Regions from separate parts of the Mus musculus genome. Here all the other regions are linked to region 5. A link is a contact called in public Hi-C, HiChIP or PLAC-seq and promoter capture Hi-C data. All regions are on one chromosome and are shown on one strand. Each heading gives the region's core, a stretch centred on a gene start, on an enhancer-like site or on the middle of the called end of the contact. The rest is flanking DNA. Distances are from core to core; before and after follow the strand shown. Region 1 holds the start of Actl7a (actin-like 7a). Region 2 overlaps Gm34687 (a long non-coding RNA gene). Region 3 has its middle 14 kb from the start of Gm34628. Region 4 has its middle 69 kb from the start of Gm26144. Region 5 holds the start of Rad23b (RAD23 homolog B, nucleotide excision repair protein). Region 6 holds the start of Elp1 (elongator complex protein 1).

Region 1 (3,262 bases), core at 122-2,621, 1.4 Mb before region 5:
AGCACCTTCTGTAGAGGAAGAAAGGCCCATGTTCCTCGTACTCCAGGCGATGGACCCACAGTGGTTGAAAGCCCTGGAGTGAGGCCAGGATAGACCCACCAGTCCAGACTGCAGTGTCTCTCTCGGGCAGCACATTGACCTGGGGGGTGTCGTTGGGGCACATGCTGCTCAGCTCCTTCTGCAGACGGTTAGGGAAACCCCTGAGCATAGTGCTGCCCCCACAGAGCAGGATGTTCCCCATGAGGTCTCGTTTGAGTGCTATGTCACATTTGTTAAGGCAGGACACTGTCTGGGTGTGGAGGCCCAGCTGCATGGACTTGATTAGAGATGGCTTGAAGAACATCTCCGAGCAGAGGAACCTCTCCTGACCCAGACGGATCTCTTTCCCATCAGGCAGGGTATAATGGATCTCATGTTCAGGGGCAGGGATTTTCTTCTCTTCAATGGGGTCCAGGGCCACGAAGCAGCACCTCGTCTTGATGTCCTCCACAATACCGAGATGGTCCTCAGAGAAGTGTTTTCCAGAGTTGTTCATCAGGTTCATCAGGTAGGTCGTTAGGTCAGAACCTGCGTAGTCTAGCCTCCCCGTGATGCTGGGCAAAGGATAACCCTCATAGATGGGGACCACATAGGACACACCATGTCCAACCTCCACCACCAGGCCAGAGGTGCGTCCGTAGGAGTACATGGACAGGCGGGATTGGTAGGCGATGTGCATTGCAGGTGTGTTGAAGGTCTCAAACAGCATCTCGGCGTACTTCTCTCTGTTGGTATGAGGACTCAGGGGTGGGTCTGAAACCAGGACCGCGTGTTCCTCTGGGGCGATCTTCATCTCCTGTCGGAAGAGGTATTCCCAGATGTCCTGTACTGTGTCCCAGTCCACAATGATGCCATGGCGCAGGGGGTTGACCAGCTTGAGATGTATATCTGGGTTAAAGAGCTCGTGCCCCACAAAGGTCTCTTTGCGATTATCCCCCGTCTTGGCCGTCTCCATGTAGGGCTTGCCCACTGTTGTTGAGATCTTATGAGTGGGCTTTGGCAGGCCAGCAAAGCCACATTTACAGAAGCCAGTGCCCAGGTCCACAACCACTGCTTTGGTTACCTCTAGTCTTGGCCTATCCTTGGACATAGTTGACTTAACAGGGTCTTCTGTCTCAGCATTGTCCCGACGGACCCATACCGCCCTTTTTGCTGGGCCATCTTTTAGGGAGGCGGTTTGGAGGACCTGTGTCTGCATGGAGGCCTGGTCACTAGCTTTCTTGGCAGGTCCGTCCCCAATGTTTGCTGTCTGTGGAGCCCACACACCATCCAGAGACATACTGCTCTCAGAAAGCTCTCGATCCTGCTGGCTACAAGGCCTGAAAGACTTAAATCAGAGGACAGCTTGAGAATCTGCCCAACAGTGACATCACTGATTGTGACATAATTCAGCAACCAAAGGCTTTCTAGACACTGGAGACTAGAGTTAGGGTACATTAGAGATTCTATCTTTCCAGTCCCACCCCCAGTTTTGTAGTAAAGATTGATGTATTCGCTCAGTTAATAATTGTTGGGTGCCTCTGCAAAGCAGCCAGGAATACCACAATGAAAAAGCAACAGAACCCCACCCTTATCTGGTCTACATTCTAGTTGGTGTGCACCAGGAAGGGGGGGTGTCGAGGGGGGAAGGGGGGAACACAACATATTTGTTGAACAACAACAAAAAAATAGTATTTAGAAAAGCTTATAGAGACAAATCAGAGAAGAGAAGAGGGTGGGGATTGGCCAGGCTGACGTGGCGTAGGCTAGCCTCCCTGAGCTGGCAATAGTTGTGTAAAGAGCTGAAGGAGGTGACCAGGTGACATGTGTGCTAGGGATGTAGATGCAGAGGACTAAGCCCCATGGCTGGTGAGTTAGTGCAGGGGCTAGCAGGACACAGCCAGCTCCAGCCTGTGCTAGTATATAAACTGATTGGAGCAGTGGTACTCTTTCCCTTAAGGATTGCCGGTGAGCCTGAGAAACAGTTCAACATCACAAAGACTGGCCCAAAAGCTGAATGAAAATAAATGTGACTTGTCTCTGAGAGAACACGTTTGCTGACCCCAACTGAGACAATCTGCAAGAAGACCAGTGTGACCAGGGGAAAGAACATGGAAGTTTAGATGGGGTGGGTGGGAGAAGTAAGTATGGTGGGGAGAATTAACAGGTCCCATCAGGCTGTGGGCTCTTATAAGGACTTCACTCTAGGTGGGCAGGGTTAGAAAGCACTAGAGAAATTAGAACAGGTTGACACTATCTGAGTTTTTTTGTTTTTTGTTTTTTGTTTTTTTTTTTACTAAGGTCTACTGTTGCTGTAGTAACTGGCAAGCCCTGCTGCCTCACTGGGCACTAAGGTGATGAGAACATAACCTTGAGAAGAGTTATTTTTGAACATAGGTTTCATTAGGGTCATAGAGTGTGCATTGAAGTCAGGGGAACACAGGCTCCGGTGTACAGATGACATCCAGGAGTAGACAGCCTCAACATGTGTTGCACACACGTATTGACACCTAACATGCATGTCTGAGGCTGCTTTACCATCTAATTCCAGTGGGACACACTAATCCCATACTCACCACACTTAGTGCAGCGGTCTTTAGACCTGGTTAATTGGTGTTGGATGAACTTCAGTTAAAGAACTGTCACTCTTTGAACCTCTACACTAAGAGCAGAACCCAGAATCTAACCTATGTCTCATCTTAGACCTTACCCTGAACCCTGTGCTAGATGCGAGAGAGACACTATGGTGATGGGTTCCTTCCTTTCAGGAAGTGGCAGGTCCCCATGGCCTTAGATGTGAGATGAAAAGGGCAAAAGGTTGCTAGCGTTATTATGGAATGCCTTGGCCTTGTGGAATGAAAGAGGGGACAGCACAGGCTCTGAGCTTTATGACTAAAAAGGAAACAGCCTTCAAGGTCATTAGGAGACTTGGTTAATTGGTAATGGATGAACTTGAGTTAAAGTTATCACTCTTAAAAAAACGGTTTGCTCTGAACCTTTTTAAGGCTCTGCCCAGCCCCAAGATTCTGCAAAAATAACACCAGAAGTACCTAGTGCTCTACTTGATTTTGTATAGGGGCTCAAATATCAATGCCAAGGAGCAGAGAAGGAAATAAAGGAATGATCACTGAATGGTCAGGCATGGACATGTGAGAGGAACGGAAAGAAAGAACCGAGGCCCGGTGTGTTTGGGTTCTAAAGCTGCTGGTCCTTAGCCCTGTCCTGGAGCAAACCGTTAAGTCAC
Region 2 (3,791 bases), core at 485-2,984, 1.3 Mb before region 5:
TCTCCCGTGCAATCGTCCGGTGTTCTGGGCATTTATTCCATTTGCTAGGAGAGGTGAGCACACACTGTAAAAAGGCAATGGATAGCAGCACAATTGTGGAAGCCAGCGGTCCAGCCACTAGGATAAGCACACCGCCTTCTGACATTTGACAGGCATTTGGTATTGACTTCAGGGAGAGGGCTCATGGACAGGAGAGAGCTGGGGACACAAATGTCAAGACTGGAACAATGCATTTTTAGAAACTGATGGGGACATGTGAGGGAAGGATTGGGATGTACCGGGTACCTGTCTTTAAACACTGCCTGTCTTTGGGGAGGATTGTGAGTGGGGGAGTGCTTGAAACACAGCACACAGCCCAGGTGAGTTACTCTGGTGGACATCTTCATGTGACCATCTCTGCTGGCAGTAAAGATTGGCACAATGCCATACAACAGCTTCATGGTGACCCAGCGTGTGTCTCTAGGCTTGGCCCTGGCTTTTAGTTTCATTTATAAGTCCTTCCCCCCACAATGGAGCATAGGAACCTGTCCTAAAAATGCCATCTCCAGTGTGAGCTGTGCAGGCTGAGGCTGCCAACCTGGTAGGCAGGGCATGGATGACATTCTAGGGAGGTATACCCAGCAGCAGTTTTGACAAAGTAGGGTTTCAGGGGCTTAGAGTTGCAGCTGGTATACAGTAGGAGCTCAATCATTGCTTCCTAGCAAACTGTGGCATGCTGAAGTGTAACAGGAATCCTGGAGTTTATGAGCCTAGGACCACAAACAATTGGAAGTGAAGACAGGATGAGCTGTGCTGGTGGTCTGGGAAGACAGGAGACACCCCCAAAACTTTATGGGTTTTTTCCCTCCAGCCAGCAGGCTTTGTGGTGTGTGTGTGTGTGTGTATGTGTGTGTGTGTGTGTGTGTGTGTGTGTGTGTGTGTGTGTGTGTGAAGAGAAACTGTGGCAGTCACCCTGAGCTTAGTCTTATCCCTTGGGTCACGTGGTCAGCCATGATGGCGAGACTTATGATGTCTTTGCCTCTCTCATCTTCAGTCCTTGCTCTTCCTTCTTCTCGGGACACATGGCCTAAGACACCACCACCACCACCACCACCACCTCCTCCTCCTCCTCCTCCTCCTCCTCCTTCTCCTTTTTCTTCTTCTAGATTTATTTATTTATTTATTTATTTATTTATTTATTTATTTATGTGTATACACGGTAGCTGTCTTCAGACACACCAGAAGAGGGCATCGGATCCCATTACAGATGGTTGTGAGCCAACATGTGTTTGCTGGGAATTGAACTCAGGACCTCTGAAAGAGCAGTCAGTGCTCTTAACCGCTGAGTCATCTCTCCAGCCCTGCTAAGACACTTCTGAAACACAGGTCATGTCAGCATTTGCAGGTCTCACCCTTGTTCTTCTCCAGGGCTACCTGGACTGGAGAGTTCACTCTGAGCAAGATAGTCATCAGTGGTGCATATGCACTAAGCCACCCGTGACATGTGCAAAGTGTCTGTTTTCTTATCCCCCACCATGAATGGATGGCCAACTCGGATGTTCATAGCCCAGACGTTTCAAAGGATCCTTAATGAAAATAACACACAAATTCACTTAGGCTCAATTTTGTTTTTGGAAGCTCATGGACAATTTTATTAGAGTCTCAGAGAAAAACAACAACAGGGCAGGCATGCTTTAAGTCTCAGCAGCTGCTGGGGGAGAGACGGGGAGAAGGGAGGACGAGAGAAAGTCATGCTTATGAGTTAGGCATGAAGGTTAGCAAAATGGCGGCAGGCCAAGCATCTGTGTAGGGAAAGAGCAGGGTGCTCTGGAGGAAGGGAAGCCCCAAGTGTCAGAGGCTTTGGCCTATATCATAAGGAAAGAGAAAAGAAAAAAGAAAAAGGAAAAAGAAAAAGGGAAAACTTGTGCTTTTCTGAGTTAGTACCCAGACTGGTGGACAGATCCACAGTTCTGTAAGCCACCGCTAGGCTCAGCTTTTAATGGGGGTGGGGGTGAGTGGGGTGTGGGGTGTCTGTGGGTTCTGCCATGTGAGGACCAGCCATGCAAACCTGCACATGAGTATAAAACAAGGCCCCAGTGGGCAGAGATGGAACAGTCCTGGAGACAGGGCAACATCTGCGGCAATGTCCCCAGTGTACAGGGGGGCCTGACCACACATTTAAGCAAAGCAACACGAGATGCAGTCATGGTAGCATTGAATTCTTCTCCTTCGCCATCACAGGCATTGAACCCAGTGCTTTGTGCATACTAACCATTTGCTCTACCACTGAGCTACACTGCCATTCCCACAACTGTGTGTTAGTAAGCACTTGTCTCCCTCAGAGTTAATAATCTGCCACGTCCAACATGGCCTAGTGTGGAAACGTGAATGGGCTGCCCTCTTCTGGTGTGTCTGAAGACAGCTACAGTGTACACAAATAAATAAGTAAGTAAATAAATAGATTTTTTTTTTTTTTTTTAGAAGAAGAAGTGTCTTAGGCCATGTGTCCCGAGAAGAAGGAAGAGTGAGGGATGGAGATGAGAGACACAGGGTCACTGAAAAGCTTCTATCAGACAGGCTGTGTGAACCTTAGTGGAACTGTGTCAATAACACAACTGCACTCTGGGACCTCGGTTTTTATTATGCCCAGCATAGGGCGTGGGGCTAGCTGGACTATAGGAGGTTTCTGTAGGCGAGCAGTCCCAGGCTGTAAACACACAGCAGGAGGAAGCTGTAGTTACTAGCTTCTGCACACACTGCAGGCATTTGCACTCAGACCAGAGGCAGGCCTTGCCATCCTCTGAGTCACCGGGCTTATGAACTGGGGATAGGGGAAGTGGGCACATGCAGGCTCCTGCTCGCTAGCAAAGGTTTCCTTTCTGATTCAGTCATTGTCTCTTCACCCGACCGCCTCCTAAGCTCTGCAGTTTGATCTTCTGAGGGTCTGACTGTCAGTTGGTACCGTACTTTTCTGAGTGACTGAAAACCCATTTAAAGAGTCCTTGCCTGTGCCTGTATTTTGAAGCATTTCCCCTACACTTCCCTCCTTTCTGGAGTATTTTGGGTCTCACATCTGGAGCTGATTTTGTACAGGTGAGAGGTTGTGATCTAGTTCACTTTTCTATGTGCGGACATTCATTCTGTTTGTTTGTTTAAATTCTCTCATATATGACATCCCGGTTGTAATATCCCCTCCCTTCCCTACCCTCACCCACTTTCCTCCACTCGGGTGTACCCCAACTCCACTTCCCCTCAGAACAGAGCAGGCCTCCCAGGGACATCAACCAAACACAGCATAGCAAGCACGGTGCCACCACAGCAAGGCTGGACAAGGTAACTCAGTAGGAGGAGAAGGCTGCTGCAAGCAGGCAAAAGCATCAGAGAGCCCCTGCTCCCACTGTTAGGAGTCCTATGAGAACACCAAGCTACTCAGCCATAACATATATGCAGAGGACCTAGGTCAGACTCCAGGTCTCTGTGAGTCCCCATGAGTTCCAGTCATCTGACTCTGCGGGCTGTGCTCTTATAGTGTCCCTCCCCCTCTTGTTCCTCTGATCTGTCCTCCTCCTCCTCTTCCTCCTCCTCCTCTTTCTCCACCACCTCCTCCTCTTCCTCCTTCCCCTCTCCCTCCTCCTCTCCCTCCTTCTCATTCTCCTATCCCTCCTCCTCCTCCTGTTTCTCCCCGCCTCCTCTTCCTCCTTCTCCTCTCCCTCCTCCTCTACCACCATCACAGGATTCCCCGAGCTTTGCCTAATGTTTGGCTGTGGGCCTCTGCATCTACTCCCATCAGTTGCTGGATGAAGTCTCTTTGG
Region 3 (3,574 bases), core at 539-3,038, 1.1 Mb before region 5:
AAACGTCAGCTCTCTGCCCCCCTTATCCCTTTAGATAAGAATAGGTGGCTGGACCACTAAAGTCCAGGAGACTGATTTCTTGACCGAGATTCTCGATGTGCTATCTGGATCCCCCTGAGGTAGAATCACCTGGAAGCAGAAGATAAAAGCAGGAATTCCTGGCAGCCGTCCTGTGATCAGGACTCAGGATCTTTTCTCTGGGGCTCATTTCAGAAGTGGCTTTTAAGGTGAATCTCCACACGCTACAGTTGACCAAGACCCACTGGTGTTCTGAAGGAAGCTCAATGGACTTCCGAGACTCCATTCGAGTCTCCTTCACCAGATTCTTAGCTGTTTAAAACCAGTATAATCAATGAAAGTTAGAAAACCATGCTTGCCAGCAGCTTGCCTGGCCTTCCTTATAACATTAACTTAGGTTTTTAAAATAAATCGTAGAATGAGCAGGTAGGTATCTGTGGGTTTCTAGTTGCATGACTCTTTGAATGTCCAGCCCCAAGTGGAGCCTGCACTGGGCACTCTCATGAGGCCCCTTCCTTTGCAGATTCCTGGCTTGCCTTTTCCCTGGGCTTCTGGGATAGAGGCTACACTTTGGATCTTGGTGGGTAGAACATATCTTCCCACAGAATTCTCCAAATGATATTGGCTAAATTCCCCTGAAGAGACTCAAATAATCTCCTCTCAGGCTTCTGCTTTCAGTCAGTCCAGTGTCCTCTTCTCAGTGGGATATGAATTTTATTGCATCAAAGAGCTACCCGTTTCCAAGGGCATTTTGCTATCTTCACACATGTATTTAACACACACACACACACACACACACACACACACACACACACACACACATTTATTTCTACAACTTTGTTTACAGCAAATTGACACACTAGTGGTTTCACTAATTTAAAGATTTCCTGGTGATGTCAAAGGCCAAAGAATTCCCTTTATCTTCTGATGAATAACTGCTACCTTGGGAAATGAAATGACATGTCCAAAGTGGGGTGTCTGACCCGTGGCTGAGCCAGGGGTGTCACATGTGGATTTTGTAGCCTGCAAAGCTATCTTTCTAATCCTATGTGTCTGGGTTCATTCCTAACTTGAGCTCTGGGCAAATACAATCATGGAATTGTAAACACGGCAGGAGAAGAATCACTGGATACTTTGCAAGTAGTGGCCATCCAAGCAGTGCAAAGGATTGAAAGTCTTGCACCCAATCCAGTGTCTCTCAGTAAGCCGGGGCAGCTGACTTGGATAATTCTCTTAGAGTCACGCTAGATGGCAGTGTTTTAACGTCAACAGGAAAAGGGCTTGGGCTGCTGTTTTGAAGAATAGCCTGGGACAGCCATAGCAAAAGGCTTGACAAGGGCATCCCCTTGGAGCTCAGGTTCTAGAACAATGGATTCAGGTCTCTGTTGTGACTTGAGGCTTCAGCTTGGAGCAGGGCCAGAGTCTGGTTATGTAATAAGTGAGACCATAGCTCTCCGTCACTGACGATGAGAACCACCTGCCGTTCAGACTCACAAGGTTCAGAGTCGGGCGCAAACATCCCTGCTTTATCAACAATCCCTGTGTGCCCCAGTGTCCTGAGATTCCTCAGAGTCTTTGTCCAGTGAGGGTGTCCGCCCTGGGTTGCCGGACCCTGGTGTGAAGTAGTGCACTGTGATTGCTGCTGATGACATGAGGCAGGTGCTGAGGATGCACATGCGAACAAACCGCGATTGGGAAGCCCCAGATCCAAGGGGAGGCAGTATTTGAAATCCTAAATAAGGCTCAGAGACGTCAGAAGTGTTGCTGCAGCTCAGTCCCTGCTCTGTCCTGCGTAGCCTCGAGCATGGAGCTAGTCACTTACTCCATGACTCATTCATTAATGGGCTTTGATGAGATTTTTCACTTGGAAAGTGAGGACCATGGAAACAGTCCCTCCAAGGAGCTGCACAGTTACACTTCTGTGGACAGCATCCTTTCTCAGTCAGGTTCTGTTTTCCTATCTGCTAGATGAGGTTAGTCTCACTTGGCCTGGAATCTATCATTTCGTGTTGGACGGGGGTGGGGTGGGGCTGCTTTTGCTGGGAGGTCGAATGGTTTTCACTAGTCAAGGGTATCATCAAAAGCCAACAAACTAGTTTTTTGATAACGAATCCTATGAAACTAGTTACAAGGCTATGGACTTTGTTCCAGATGCTCAGAGACAGCTGGAGGGTATCGGCGAGCTTCAGAGAAAGCCCCATGTTTTGTCCTCATCCTCTCATCTCTAGATCACCACTTTAATCCACCACTAGAATTTCTCAGAAGCGTAGAGGACCTCTAGAAGGTTGTTCCATCCTCTGTTTCTGCAGGGCCACAGGGCATGCTCAGGAGTAGGAGGGATCCTCACTGGCAGCCTGCGATCCCTGACATGCAGTGTGTGTGCCGAGGGAAGAGTTAAGGGGCACACGCCGGCTCTTACTCATCTTGCTCATTTTAATACCTGGCTTAGGGCCTGGTTCAGAGTAGGTGTGAGCAAATGTTTGTTGAATTAAGTTTCTGTAGTTTAAAGAATTAGCTTTGATGCTATTTGCGTCTTACAGACAGAAAATTTTGAAATAGATCATGGTTTTTTCTTTGAATTGCCTGCTATGAAGCTCAAAGGTAAATTAGTGGGCCATCTCTAGCAAATAACTAAAATATAGACTTGATTTCCTCTCTCTCTCTCTCTCTCTCTCTCTCTCTCTCTCTCTCTCTCTCCCTCTCCCCCTCTCCCTCTCCCTTTCCCCCTCCCTCTCCCCCTCCCTCTCCCCCTCCCTCTCCCTCTCCTTCTCTCCCTCTCCCTCCCTCCTTCCCTGTCTCCCTTCCTCCCTCTTTCTCTATGTGTGCATGTGTGTACCTGTGTGTGTGTGTGTGTGTGTGTGTGTGTGTGTGCACGTGCTTGTGTGCGAGTGTGTGCCTACCTGGTGTCACCTTGTTTTTCTTAAGGCTGATATTCATGGTACTGAATTATTAAACCTGCCTCAAATTCTTTTAGAACAAGGAACAACTCACTCATTAAATCTGAGGCAATATCTGGGACAATTCCTGGTATATAACAGAAGGTCAAAATAGTTATTTAATAGTGAACAAATTAACGGCATTTTTATCTGAATCTTAAGTTTGAACTTCATTTTTTTTTTTAAATATCAATCAGCCTCAGACTCACATTCTTTTAAAACAAACAGAGGTCAGTGGAAAATCATACTGGGAAATGGATGCAGCTGGACAGAGCGACTGTTGTAAGATCACGCACAGATCCAGTGGCTCTAAGGTAGTGCCTCCTTGTGGTTTTCCTTCTGATTTACCTACCACAGTTTTCATTACTCCCAAATCCTTCCTCTGAAGGAAGGGAGACAGAGAGAGACAGAGAGAGAGAGAGAGAGAGAGAGAGAGAGAGAGAGAGAGAGAGAGAGAGAGAGAGAGAGAGAGAGAGAAACATTTATCAAGAGAGCAATGTCGCCCACACCGATGGACCTGCCGCCATCCTATTCATTTGTTCTCCTTTGCTGTCACAGTGGCAGCTCATCTGATGAGCCACAGGGTGATCTTCTTCCTAAAATTCATGCGGAGGAACAGT
Region 4 (3,668 bases), core at 254-2,753, 1.3 Mb before region 5:
TTCAGGCTGTCCTGGGGTTTCCAGTTGAGAAAACTCTGGGTTGCTTATTGCTAATATCATCTGGGCAATGTTCCTGGGGAGGGGCTAGCACTACCCTGTATGTCCCCAAGCCCCAGACAGAAGCTCTTGTCCTTCCATTGCAATTTCTCCTGCCCTCCTCCAACCCATAGGGCAGGACTTCCGGAGAGAGGCAACTTCCTTGAGGGAAACTGGGAAGTCACCTAGGCTTCTGCTTGTAGATGTTCTGCTGACATGGGCTGTGGACAGACAAGGACCCTTTCCCCAGGCCAGGGTTGTCTCAGACATTCTACGGTCTCTAAGAGCACTGGGTAAGCTATCAGGCTATTTGGGGTTTAACCCTTCTTGCCTTCATTCAGCAACTACTGAGTAAGCCACAGGTGCCAGGCTGAGCCTTGGAAAGCCTGGTCTCAAGGAGCTCCGGATTTTGGTTGGGAAAAATGGCAATGTAAATAAACAAGTGGGCAAAGTGTGCTAGGGTGGTCTAAGGGACTGTGAAAATGTAGGGTGACGTCACGCAATCCTCACTCCGTTTCTGTTGTTTTGTCACCCAGAGTAATCCCAAGGTTTACTAAATGCTGTGCAGGGTTGTGGGACTCTATACTCTCCTACTTGCCAGGAATAAGGATATGTTTAAAACTCCTTTGTGGGTTTATGTTCAAAAGTGGTCACCAAATCCCATGTCTGCATGGACAAAAACCAGTGCCACTTTTATTCAGTCCTGTATGCCTGTCATCTGGTGGCAAAGCTATTAGGGAGTAGATGCTCAATAAATATTTGTTGAATGAGTTAATGGAATGGATGGTTAAAGAGAAGACCACCTTTGGTAGTGTTTTCTAAACTTGAGCCTCAGAATCAGGTGATGTAATTATTATAACATAGGTGCCGTGTTCAAAGATGGATGCTGTTCTGGGGTAGGGGAAAAGGTTTGTATTTTTAGATCTTTCCACAGAAGATCCCCCTGGGTTGAGACCCACACTCTGAGCAATGCTTGGGTCTTCTCTACCAGAGATGGATTAAAAATACTCCTTGAAGTTGTTCCTAAAGGACCACTATGGGGTTTGGTCCTCCCCATTGTCTTAGCAGGGGTCAGGTCCTACACATGAAACAGGCCCAAGTTACTGGGGCCTCCTGAGGGTTCACGGTGACACAGCCATAATGCAGGTGACTTCATTTAACTAGAGGGAATTATGAACATGAGAGCAGTGAGTACACTCCCTATGTGAAATTCAGGGAAGTTAAAATAGCTTGCTCCATGTGAGAAAAAAACCCGTTTGTCTGTTGCGAGGATCATTGTCCCTTCTTAGGCAACTGGCATCTTCAAGGAAAAGGACAAACTGTGGCACTTGGGTTTTTCTTTTTGCTTACTCATTCGTATTGCTTATTCATGCTGAGTAAGTTTTAATTGTCTCTGACATTGAGCAAGGAGCCCCACGCTAGAGACCTGGGTGTGCTAACCTCTCACCACACTGCTGTGGATAACGTGACTGCTGGCATGCTTTGTCCTGGCCTGTCATGTGCTTCTGAGTGAAGAGATTTGATTCAGGCTGTGTGAAGCTCATCAGCTTCTTCCTTCTCTACAAGTATGCTACGGCTGAAGTCCCAGCCCATATTGCCTTGCAAGGTCAGGGTTAGGGGCACCACTGTAGTAGCCTCTGTTGCTAAAAATGCCTACCGTTTGCTTGATGAATTAATCAGCGTGATGAGGTTGGAAGAGGGTTGACATCATTGAGGACACTGTTTGAGTGCTCTGACTGTATGATCTGGGCTGGGTCAGGTGCTGACCTCTGAGAGCCATTGCGTTTCTTCCAGGTGTTGCAGACAGCAGACATTACTAACCTGTTGGTTGGGCTGTGAGCTTGCTTACTTTGCTGACTCTGGTGATATGGTACATAGATTTTTCTCTTCTCGCTTCTTTAATCACAGAGTCCAGGATGAGGCCAGACACAGCGGTTCTGGGACTTTTTAGGAACTATATAGAGCAATGGTAACACCCCAGCATGGCTGCTCACTGCTGTGGGATTTCTCTTACATCCCTGAGCCTTATTTTCTTTTTCTGACATGCAGGTGTGATATGTTTCTGAATGCTGTTTTTCCGCCATCCTGGCTCAGTGTCATGGGTCCTATGGAGCCCGTTTCATTAGTTCCCCTAACCTCTGCTTTTAGCATATTTAGCTCCATTAAGGCTATGGAGGATCAGAGTAATTAATATATCTTGTAAGTTCCCTCTTTGATTCCAGATCCCACACTTTTAGCCACTGTAGTACTGGTTCTCCAGTGGGGATGAATTTATCTTCTAGGACACATTTGGCAATGTTGAGACAGTGTTGTCATAGTCACCAGCAGGAGATGCTGCTGGTACCTAGGTAGTAGAGGCCAGAGGTCTTGGTCGGTATCTCATAGTGAACGATGTAGTACAAAATGTCAACGAGAAGCCTTGTGCTGCAGTTTACTGCCTCCGTGAAATGATGCTATCCAGGCCTGGAGCACATTCACATTAACGGCATTCTTCCCCTGCATTCTCAGGACTCTGCTCAGAGAAGAAAGAAGAACCCAGGCTCCAGTTTCCTTCAGCAACTTGAATTTTAGCCTTAATGGTTCCCGGCTGCTTGGCACCTCTATCTCAAGAGTTCCTGTCTTTGTGAGACGTGCTGACAGTTATCAAGAGTCAGGGCAAGACTCTTCTTGGGAGAAGTCCAACTTCCCCAAGATCTGGCAAGTTCAGACATTCTTTATAGAATGCACACCTTACTGGCCTCTGACCTCACAGCACACATTGGCTCCGCGCATGGCTGGGCTTTATGCAGTGCGTTCCCCTTTAACAGGAACTCATATCTCTCACCTTTTGCATGGAAGGCCTTGTACGGTGCTTGCTGTCATTAATGAGCCTTGCCAATGAGAAACATGAATGTTGTCATGGTTCTGGCCCTTGAAAATGAATGAATCAAGGAGAAAACTGACAGATGGCCTGTCATCTAGAGCAGCCACACCTTGCAGGCTGGGCACTTTGTCTTCACCAATGACTCACCAAATGGCCTTGGGCAAAAGCCTGGAATGGACTGCTCTCACCACCAGCAAGAGAGGCCTCTGCCTGGCCCAGGAATCAGAAGAGCGGCTGTTCTCAACCTGTGGGTCGTGGACCCCCCTCTAGGAGGGGGAAGACAAATGATCCTTTTAAAGGTGTTGCATAAGACCATCAGCAATACCATAAATTTCCATCGTAATTCATCCTAGTAGCAAAATTAGAGTTACAGTGTAGCACCAAAAATAATTTTATGCTTGGGGGTCATCACACAAGGAACTTAAAGGCTCACAGCATTAGAAGGATTGATAACCCCTGCTCTAGGGGATGTCCTCTGGACAGACTAGCAGTAGAGATCTTCATATATGTGAAAGAGAACAGGAAACAGGGAGATAAGGGCACACTGAGAAGGCTCGAAAGCTGTATCAGAGAAGCCGTGGCTTGGCTTTTGAGGCCTTGCTTTCTTACAAATTCTCACTGATACACGCTTAAACCAACGTGGAGTGTAGCTAAATTACTGTTAGCTTAATTAATGCAGTGAGAGTTTAAGCTGTTGGTTAAAGCAGTGAAAGATTGTGAAAAGTCTATGCACAGTCTTTTCTATGCACAGTCATACTCCATGCATGAA
Region 5 (3,718 bases), core at 635-3,134:
AGAGGCTGGCTGATCTCTGAGTTTGAGGCCAGCCAGGGCTAGAGTTGAGTTCCAGGACAGCCAGAGATACACAGAGAAACCCTGTCTCAAAAGCCTAAAGAAAAAAAAAAGGGGGGGGGTGAGGAAGAAATTTGATTCTACAGGGCCTCTGTCCACTAATTGTTAACAACTGCTTCTGTGAAGATTGCAGAGCTCTCATGTAAATGTTTTTCTATACTTTCAAGAATTATTGCAGATATCTGGAAATTAAATAACTTCTTATAAAATTATTTTGTGCCACAATTTCAAAAAGGTTGGGAATTCTTGGCTTCTTATTAAAGATTGAAGGAGACTTTAGAATATTAGATGTGATAGGTAAAACAAAACACCATGTCTTCACACAAACATATACTGATTACATAGTAGGCCTTATTTAGAAATCAACTAAATGCCATTTAATCCTCACCATCTCAGCTGGTACAGTTCCCATTTCAGAAAATCAAACAGGGTAGTTTGTCCCGCTGTAGAAAACGAGTTATAGAGCCACAAATAGAATTCGGATCTCGGATCTATTTAATTAACACCACGTCCTGGTTGTTTCAATTACAAACTCAATCAGTCAAAAAAAAAAAAAAAGAAGAAGAAGAAGGAAACCCCCCCACACAAATATGCAGTAATCTATTGACATAGCGTCATAATTCCACGTGAGAAAAAATTTTATTCGCATGACATTTTTTAGATTCCTGACATAAAGTTGTATTAAAGTTAACACAGATCTTTTTACAGGCAAAACCGGAGACCACTGCATTAGAATTTATCACGTGAACTCGTTAAGTGTAGTAGTCGGCTTTTTAACTGTAGAACACCAAGTTTTTATATTTTTCTCCCTCCCTTCAAATACTACTATTCTAGGAGTCCGAGGAGCGTTCAGGTTCCCAAGACGACCGAAAGAACGCATTTAAATCCGGATCTGAAGGTTTCTAATGCAAAATTCTTCACCACCAACGTGGCCTCAGAACGTAATCCACCTGTGGGTGTGGGTTCAGTGGCTGCGAGGGGAAGGATCGTAAAAACTAATCCAAAATAAGACATAAATAAAAGGGCTCCTTCTGAGAGGCCAAAAAATTCATTTTTCCCCCACCATCCCTCCCGGCTGCAGACAAAACTAGGCGCGTTTAAGGCCCACCGTCTTGGGTAACCGGCCCCTTAGACCTCTGCACCTAGCCATGTCGCCGGAGGGTGGTGGCTTCGCCTGGGTCTCCCTCCCTCCCCCACCTGTGCACGTCAGGCCCGGCTCCAGCGCCCAGGCCGCCAGGTCTCCCCTCCCCCTCCGTCCCCACGACCACGCGCTCCGGGCCGCGGCCACCAGCGCCCACGCGGACCGGTGCTGCTCCACGCCATCTGCCCCCGGGCCTTCCTCGTTGTCGGCCACAAAGCCGGCGGTGACCCGACGCCCCTCTGGGGCCCTCCCGCGCCGCCCCGACTCGGGCCCGCGCTCCCCTAACCCGGCGGCGCATACCGTCTCCTCCGGGTCGATGTCGATCTTGAAGGTCTGCTGCTGAAGGGTCTTCAGGGTGACCTGCATGGTGCCTAAGCCGGGGCCTGGCCGCCCCGGGGTGGCCGCGATCCTCGCGCTCTCGGGAGGAAGGCGGTGGGGGTGGGGGGGCTTGTCACATTCGCCCGGAGTCGCACTCACCCCGGGCCCCGCGTCTCCCCTGGCCGCGCCGCCGCTCGCTCCCGCGGCTTTCCCGGTAAGCTCGACCCGCGGTGCTTCCTCACGCGCCAGCCACTGGGCCCGCAGGAGGCGCGAGGGACTCCCCGAGAGACGCAGAGAACCCGCTACCTCACCACAGGATGGTGGCCGCCATCACCGTGACTCGCCGAGACGTGACCCCTCCCCCACCAGAAAAAAACCCGGAGGATGGGGCCAGACTCGGGCGATCTGAGCAGGCGCAGGGTGCGGCGACGCAGTGCGCAGGCGTGAACAGGAACTCCGCCCGGGAATTGGAGGCGGGGCGATGGGTGGGGCTGGAATATCGTGCGGCGCGGCACCGGCGTGCGCAGGCGCACTTCGCAAGCAGAGGCGCTCGCGGAGGCCTGGTCCGCTCCGCGGTCCTGCAGTGGCTCCGCCTACATCCAGGCTCCGCCCAGCGGCGCGAGTTGCGCAACCCGTAGCCGGGGAACGGCTACGTGGAGTCCCGGCTCAGTGGCTGCGGCTCAGCGAGCGCGGAACCTTGAGGGCGGTGGAGCGGGCGGAGCCTTAGTGCAAGGATTGCCGAGGGCCGGCCCAGGAGGGGCGCACATCGCCAGTCGAGCATGTGTAATGCCGGTTGCTTCCCTGATTCTGAGACTGACTTCAGCCATGGACTGCTTGCTTGCCAGTCTTGTGTTCTCTCACCAGCCTTGGGACCTCCCACCTCTAAAGAAAGGCGGATTTAAGAAGGAGGCCTAGTTGTGTCACGCCTTTCCCTCTATCGTTTTGCTTCGTTTAGGTGTTGGTGGTAGATATTAGGCGGTTGCCTCTCCTCACCCCCTTCCCCCGCCCCCCCCCGCCTCACCCCAAGCGCTGCTTTCCTTTGCACGTGGACCCTTTTAATCTTTGCTCAAATGTCGCCTTCTTGAACTCTATCCTGCCTATCCAACTTAAAGTATCTTATTCGGATCTCATTATCCAGCTCCACTTGTCTCAGTAACCATTCATCACCTTCTGGGTACTCTACACTATGTGTATTTAGCGTGTGTGTCTTCTCTTCTTTTTCTGGTCCCCAGGCTGAAGCTACACAGAGGCATGCATTTTGTTTTGCCCACGTTGTGCCCCAAAGCCTACAGAATAAGCCTAGCACATTGTAGGTACAAGGTAAATATTAGAAAAATAGGTAGACGTGCTTCTGGTTCCTTGGCAGTAAGGGTGAGATGTCACTCAGCTAATTGGTGGTTGGAGAGGGTGGGATAATGCATGTAAGTCTTAGAGTCAGGAACACAAAGTTAAGTGCTTGGCTGTAGCTGTATGATTATTTACACAGCGATAAGACCAGAGTGCAGAGGTGTCGGGTAATAAGCACCACAATAGTAAGTGACACTTTAGGTGCTTGTCTGTATGCTGCCTCTTAATAGTGCAGTGACCCCTGTTAGACTTAAAAAGAAGAAAAAGCAGTTACCATCAGACCACAGTGAGGACAATTATGAGCATCCCCCATCTCTGAGCCAGCACCATCAATGATTACAGTATCGCTATTTGGATTTTCATGATTCCAGAAGCTAGGATATAATTTTGTCATGGAACTTTCCCTAACCAAGCCCCCTCTCCACCGACAAGGTATGTCCCTGAACTATGATAAATATCGAATTCTCTGCCGGCTAGGCTGTCTTCCTGTGGAACTAGTCTTAGTCACCAGGTATGCTCAACTTTTGCTCTGAAAAACTGGCAGCTGGGATCTCTCCCTTTAGCTATAGGGTCAGCCAAAGGCAAAGCAGTATTACTGTTTTCAGCGTAACCAGATGCTGGAAAAAAACATGGGCAAAGGTAGCAACTGACTTCCTTATGGGCTTTCCCTTCAAGCCATTTCTCCCCTCACTCATGACATTCCACCTCTTAGGTACTCAGATCCAAACATCGTCATCATCCTTAAGTCCCTTTCTTCCCTGACTCCTGCTGCCTAGCCACCACATCCAAAACAGGGTCAGGTCTTATCACATTTACTCTCCACTGTGTACCCACACGTTTACCCACTTCCCCCCA
Region 6 (3,389 bases), core at 39-2,538, 1.5 Mb before region 5:
CTCACAGGGTTTTCCTTTAACATCTAGAGGAATAAATGAGTCGCAGGTTGTTGAACTGGCATTTACCACGTGATTACCTCCTTTGGTTCATGAAGATTGTTCATTGCGAAGCTGAGCACAGTGGGCAAAGTAAATAAAGGCTATGAAGTATTTTAAGTGGCCTAATTTACATAGAATCCTTTACTCAGTGTTAAGGCAGGTAACATTCTTAGCTCCTCCATCTTGTCACTTTAAAATGAGTACACCTAGAGAAACACTATTATAAGCGCCACATTGCTGACATTATGGTGGTGTTTTGTGAGGCTGTCTTGATGGTATGCAAAAATCACACGTTTTTTTTTAAATTCAGTCCTAAAGAGAATTTAGGATGCTTATCCTAAATATTATATGTGGGTCTACCGGTTTCCCTGAATTTAAAAAGGCTAAAATAGAGGCTAGAGGAGGATCCCCAAAGGTGGTATCGGTATTTTCTTGGCAGAACGAACACCAGAGAAGCCTATTTCAAACGTCCAGTGGACAATATGCACAGTTTCTTCTTAACACTAGATACTGCTTCCTTAACATTTCTTAATTTTTCTCTCCATGCCTAAGGTTTCTTCCCGGTTCGGCGTAGGATTGATCCCTCCAAGCACACCAACCCTTAGTAGTGTGGGGAAAGCCCAGATAGACCAACGCGGAGTTCCTTAGTTTAGTTCACGTCCTTTCCTGCAAACAACCCACACATGGCGCTGCGGTTCCCACGAAGGAAAGCGCCTATTTTAGCTCTTCATCAGCGCAAATCTGTATTCCTGGGACTAGGATGCTCAGGGAAGAGCACGGGTGGCTTGCATCGCGTGGCAGAAGTGCCTGCACCCGTGCGGTAAAGCGGAGCTCACCACCATCCCGCACTTACCCGCTTTATACCAGCGAGTGAAGTATCGATCCACAAGGGAGGGTGGCGGGGCTTCGGTAGCTATGACTACCTCTGGTGGCGCCAGCTTGGCTTCGGGGCAGCGGAGCTCTTCCATCCCTCTAGTCCAGGAGCGTAGTTCCGGCGCGTGGGAGCCGGTTGGTGTCGTGCGCACGCGCGCGACTCCCCGGCTGGCGGCCAAACTCCCTCCCCGACCCCAGTCACCTGTGATCCTGGGCCAAAGCCCAACTGTGGGGCAAAAACAACCGGGTGTCAAAGAGCTGAGGGACAGCAGACAGCAAGGTCCTGCCTCTGCCGGGTGAGGGCTCCCCGATCCCCTGGACCCTCTGAGCACCCTCGAGCTCCTGAGGAGGCGCGTCTGGCCACACCCACCCGGTGACGTCACTCAGCGCGCCTCGCGGGTGACGCCACGTCCGCGCCGCCTTTCTGGTGCTACCTGGCGTGTTTCGCCCTTCAGTGGATCGTGTTTCTCGTCTCCCGTGTGCATCGGCGGTTCCTTTCCAAACCCAGTGCGCCGTGAGGGCTCGGAGCCGCCTCGAGGGCGTCGTAGGTGAGCATTCGCCCGTCCCAGTCCGAGCCGCTGTGTGCGGCCTGGTCTTGCTGTCCAGGGCTGTTCTGGTGCAGGGGAGATGCACGCGCTTCTGCCTGCGCGCGCCGGCGGGCCGGGCGTGGACCTCTTCTTTCTTCGAGTTTCGGATGCTTTCTGTACACGTTTTCCCCGGGGCCGTCTTGGGGCGCTGCGAGGGATGAGGGTCCGGTACCCCAATTGCGGGTTTCCTTGTAGCGTGTAGATAAAACCTCTACCAGCTTGTCGTGGAAGGTGATAGGTAAATAGAGGCCTCTGTGCTGTGCTGCGGGTCCCTTCTCGCTCGCATTTGGGACTTTTCTATGAAGTAGTGTATCTCGTGCTTCCCTACCTGGTGTACCTAAGCCGGGATTTCTGTGATGGCTGTGATTTTATAGTCTTTTGTCTTTAGGGCCTAACATTTGGCAAGGTTTTGTTGTAAGTCACATAACGGATCTTAGGTATTGTGTAAAGGATTCGTTTGCGTATTGAGAACCATGATATATAACCAGCAAATATCTCGATGTGTAAGTGAAAGAAAAAGAGACAAAGACAAATTTTAGTTTGTGGAAACAGAGATGACAATAAGTCCCAAGCCAGGATGAGCTATTATTTGATAAGAGATCAGCAGGTTCTCTGTTTTTCAGGTTGCATTTCATATGCTTGTAAGGGTCAGCTTATGATAATATCAGGATTGATTTTAATGTGAGTTTAATGTTTAGTTTGGTCTTGTTCATTTACAAGGTATATAGGTTTATCTAATCTTCCCTTTAGTGAGCTACCAAGCCTGAAGGTAGGGGAGAAAGTGGATCAATGGTCAGAATTTTGGGACATGATCAAAGTTGTATGAAAGCACCTCTTAGAACATGTGTGGGTGGAGTCAAGGGAGGTGCAGTTGGAGGTGCCAAAGGAAGGCTGTTAGCAGATTATGATCCTAGAAACATTTGGAAGATGTTTCCTAACTTTGAAAGCATTGAGAAAACTACAGGACTGTGTAACTCCAAAAAGTTAAATGAGTGAGCAGTGTCAGAATGACAATTTAGAGAAGTCGGTTTTCATGCTAAAAGAATTGGGGCATTAGAGAGATTAATGAGTTTGCCTTTTTACCAAGTGACCATGGAGGCCAGAAGAAGGCATGGGGTTCCCTGGAATTGGAGTTATAGATAGTTGTTATCTGCTGTGTAGGTGTTGGGAACTGAACTCAGGTCCTCTGGAAGAGCAGCCAGTGTTCATTAACCTCTGAGCAGTCTTTCCAGACCTGAACTCGGTAATTCTTTTAAAAACTCAGATTGCCTTGCTGTGTTTTATCAGTCAGGGTCCAGTAGAGGCCAGACAGTATTTCAGCAGGATTATTATGAAGAATTACTTAAACTGCTATAGGAGGAAGAAAAAGAAAAAATGAAAAACAAGTAATTTGGAAGGCAAGTGGAAGGAAGCAGTTCCCATGGGTAGGGAGCAACACTAGGGCAGATTTTGGCATCATCAGGACCCAACACCTCATAGAAAGGCCCTGTAACACTGGGATTAGACTGAGAATGAGGCTCAGAAACTCAGGATGAAGCCTGGGGCTGGATTTCTGTGTCTGGGGATACAGCGTGCCTGATTAATGCTCCTACCTCTGGAGTGGCAGTGATGAGGCTGGCCCTGGTAGTGCCAGCGTACAGGTTCATGGAGAGGGATGTCGGTCATGGTAATTGGATCATGGCAACATTTGGTCATAGCATATGCTATAGTTATCATTTGATGATGTCTTCAGGTTTAACATGTTGTAAATTAACCTGCAGATTAGCCCCACGTAAAGCTAGATGCTTTAGGAAGCGAGAGTGTAGCCGTGTATGTGCTGGTGTGTTCACATTAAATAGTACTCCCTATTCCGTTAACCACTTTTCTCCTTCCTGAACCCTTCTCAATGTG

Evidence for each region. Hi-C and Micro-C count contacts between places; a contact is called where the count stands out from the background. HiChIP or PLAC-seq counts read pairs in DNA pulled down with a chosen protein or histone mark. Capture Hi-C pulls out chosen DNA fragments and counts their contacts.
Region 1: an H3K27ac HiChIP or PLAC-seq map of differentiating embryonic stem cells shows a contact between it and region 5, with 7 times the contacts expected there. The contact joins the promoter of Actl7a here to the promoter of Rad23b in region 5. A contact is called at or near these places in 11 of 39 promoter capture datasets (the 3T3-L1 cell line, 3T3-L1-derived adipocytes, the C10 cell line and 7 more), 1 of 484 Hi-C or Micro-C datasets (bone marrow-derived macrophages), 14 of 115 datasets of contacts at active chromatin or transcription factors (the 230-238 cell line, astrocytes, bone marrow-derived dendritic cells and 5 more) and 1 of 9 other capture datasets (liver).
Region 2: a Hi-C map of uterus shows a contact between it and region 5, with 3 times the contacts expected there. The contact joins the enhancer-like site here to the promoter of Rad23b in region 5. A contact is called at or near these places in 12 of 39 promoter capture datasets (the 3T3-L1 cell line, 3T3-L1-derived adipocytes, the C10 cell line and 7 more), 2 of 484 Hi-C or Micro-C datasets (bone marrow-derived macrophages and uterus), 20 of 115 datasets of contacts at active chromatin or transcription factors (acute myeloid leukemia, bone marrow-derived dendritic cells, bone marrow-derived macrophages and 10 more) and 1 of 9 other capture datasets (adipose tissue).
Region 3: a contact with region 5 is called in a Hi-C map of epidermal suprabasal cells, with 2.5 times the contacts expected there. The contact joins the enhancer-like site here to the promoter of Rad23b in region 5. A contact is called at or near these places in 6 of 39 promoter capture datasets (the 3T3-L1 cell line, 3T3-L1-derived adipocytes, hippocampal neurons and 2 more), 1 of 484 Hi-C or Micro-C datasets (epidermal suprabasal cells) and 17 of 115 datasets of contacts at active chromatin or transcription factors (the NIH/3T3 cell line, acute myeloid leukemia, astrocytes and 12 more).
Region 4: a contact with region 5 is called in an H3K27ac HiChIP or PLAC-seq map of the NIH/3T3 cell line, with 6 times the contacts expected there. The contact joins the enhancer-like site here to the promoter of Rad23b in region 5. A contact is called at or near these places in 2 of 39 promoter capture datasets (3T3-L1-derived adipocytes and hippocampal neurons) and 4 of 115 datasets of contacts at active chromatin or transcription factors (the NIH/3T3 cell line, fibro-adipogenic progenitors, neural tube and 1 more).
Region 6: a contact with region 5 is called in a promoter capture Hi-C map of liver, with 7 times the contacts expected there. The contact joins the promoter of Elp1 here to the promoter of Rad23b in region 5. A contact is called at or near these places in 7 of 39 promoter capture datasets (the 3T3-L1 cell line, embryonic stem cells, frontonasal cranial neural crest and 4 more), 13 of 484 Hi-C or Micro-C datasets (CD4 T cells, CD8 T cells, CD8 central memory T cells and 9 more), 27 of 115 datasets of contacts at active chromatin or transcription factors (acute myeloid leukemia, astrocytes, bone marrow-derived dendritic cells and 17 more) and 2 of 9 other capture datasets (adipose tissue and liver).

The regions. Positions count from the first base shown.
Region 1 is chr4:56,741,531-56,744,792 of GRCm38.p6, reverse strand. It overlaps Actl7a (actin-like 7a), which reads right to left and starts at 1,371. Exons shown (of 1, transcript NM_009611.3): 1 at 1-1,371. The coding sequence starts at 1,318.
Region 2 is chr4:56,680,319-56,684,109 of GRCm38.p6, reverse strand. All of the region lies in intron 5 of Gm34687 (a long non-coding RNA gene), which reads left to right. Among named protein-coding and RNA genes, the nearest start is that of Gm26144, 3.2 kb to the right of the region's middle. Within about 2 kb of position 1,734, at least 1 of the 459 cell types and tissues checked has an H3K27ac peak or open chromatin away from gene starts, as enhancers often do. A contact at or near this core is called in uterus, where this site is marked.
Region 3 is chr4:56,490,840-56,494,413 of GRCm38.p6, reverse strand. No RefSeq gene overlaps it. Among named protein-coding and RNA genes, the nearest start is that of Gm34628, 14 kb to the right of the region's middle. Within about 2 kb of position 1,788, at least 40 of the 459 cell types and tissues checked have an H3K27ac peak or open chromatin away from gene starts, as enhancers often do. A contact at or near this core is called in epidermal suprabasal cells and pancreatic cancer cells, where this site is marked.
Region 4 is chr4:56,608,241-56,611,908 of GRCm38.p6, reverse strand. No RefSeq gene overlaps it. Among named protein-coding and RNA genes, the nearest start is that of Gm26144, 69 kb to the left of the region's middle. Within about 2 kb of position 1,503, at least 30 of the 459 cell types and tissues checked have an H3K27ac peak or open chromatin away from gene starts, as enhancers often do. A contact at or near this core is called in the NIH/3T3 cell line, where this site is marked.
Region 5 is chr4:55,348,208-55,351,925 of GRCm38.p6, reverse strand. It overlaps Rad23b (RAD23 homolog B, nucleotide excision repair protein), which reads right to left and starts at 1,884. Exons shown (of 10, transcript NM_009011.4): 1 at 1,499-1,884. The coding sequence starts at 1,564.
Region 6 is chr4:56,800,230-56,803,618 of GRCm38.p6, reverse strand. It overlaps Elp1 (elongator complex protein 1), which reads left to right and starts at 1,288. Exons shown (of 37, transcript NM_026079.3): 1 at 1,288-1,460. Abitram (actin binding transcription modulator) reads right to left here and starts at 1,290. Exons shown (of 6, transcript NM_001081420.1): 1 at 893-1,290; 2 at 1-23. The coding sequence starts at 1,007.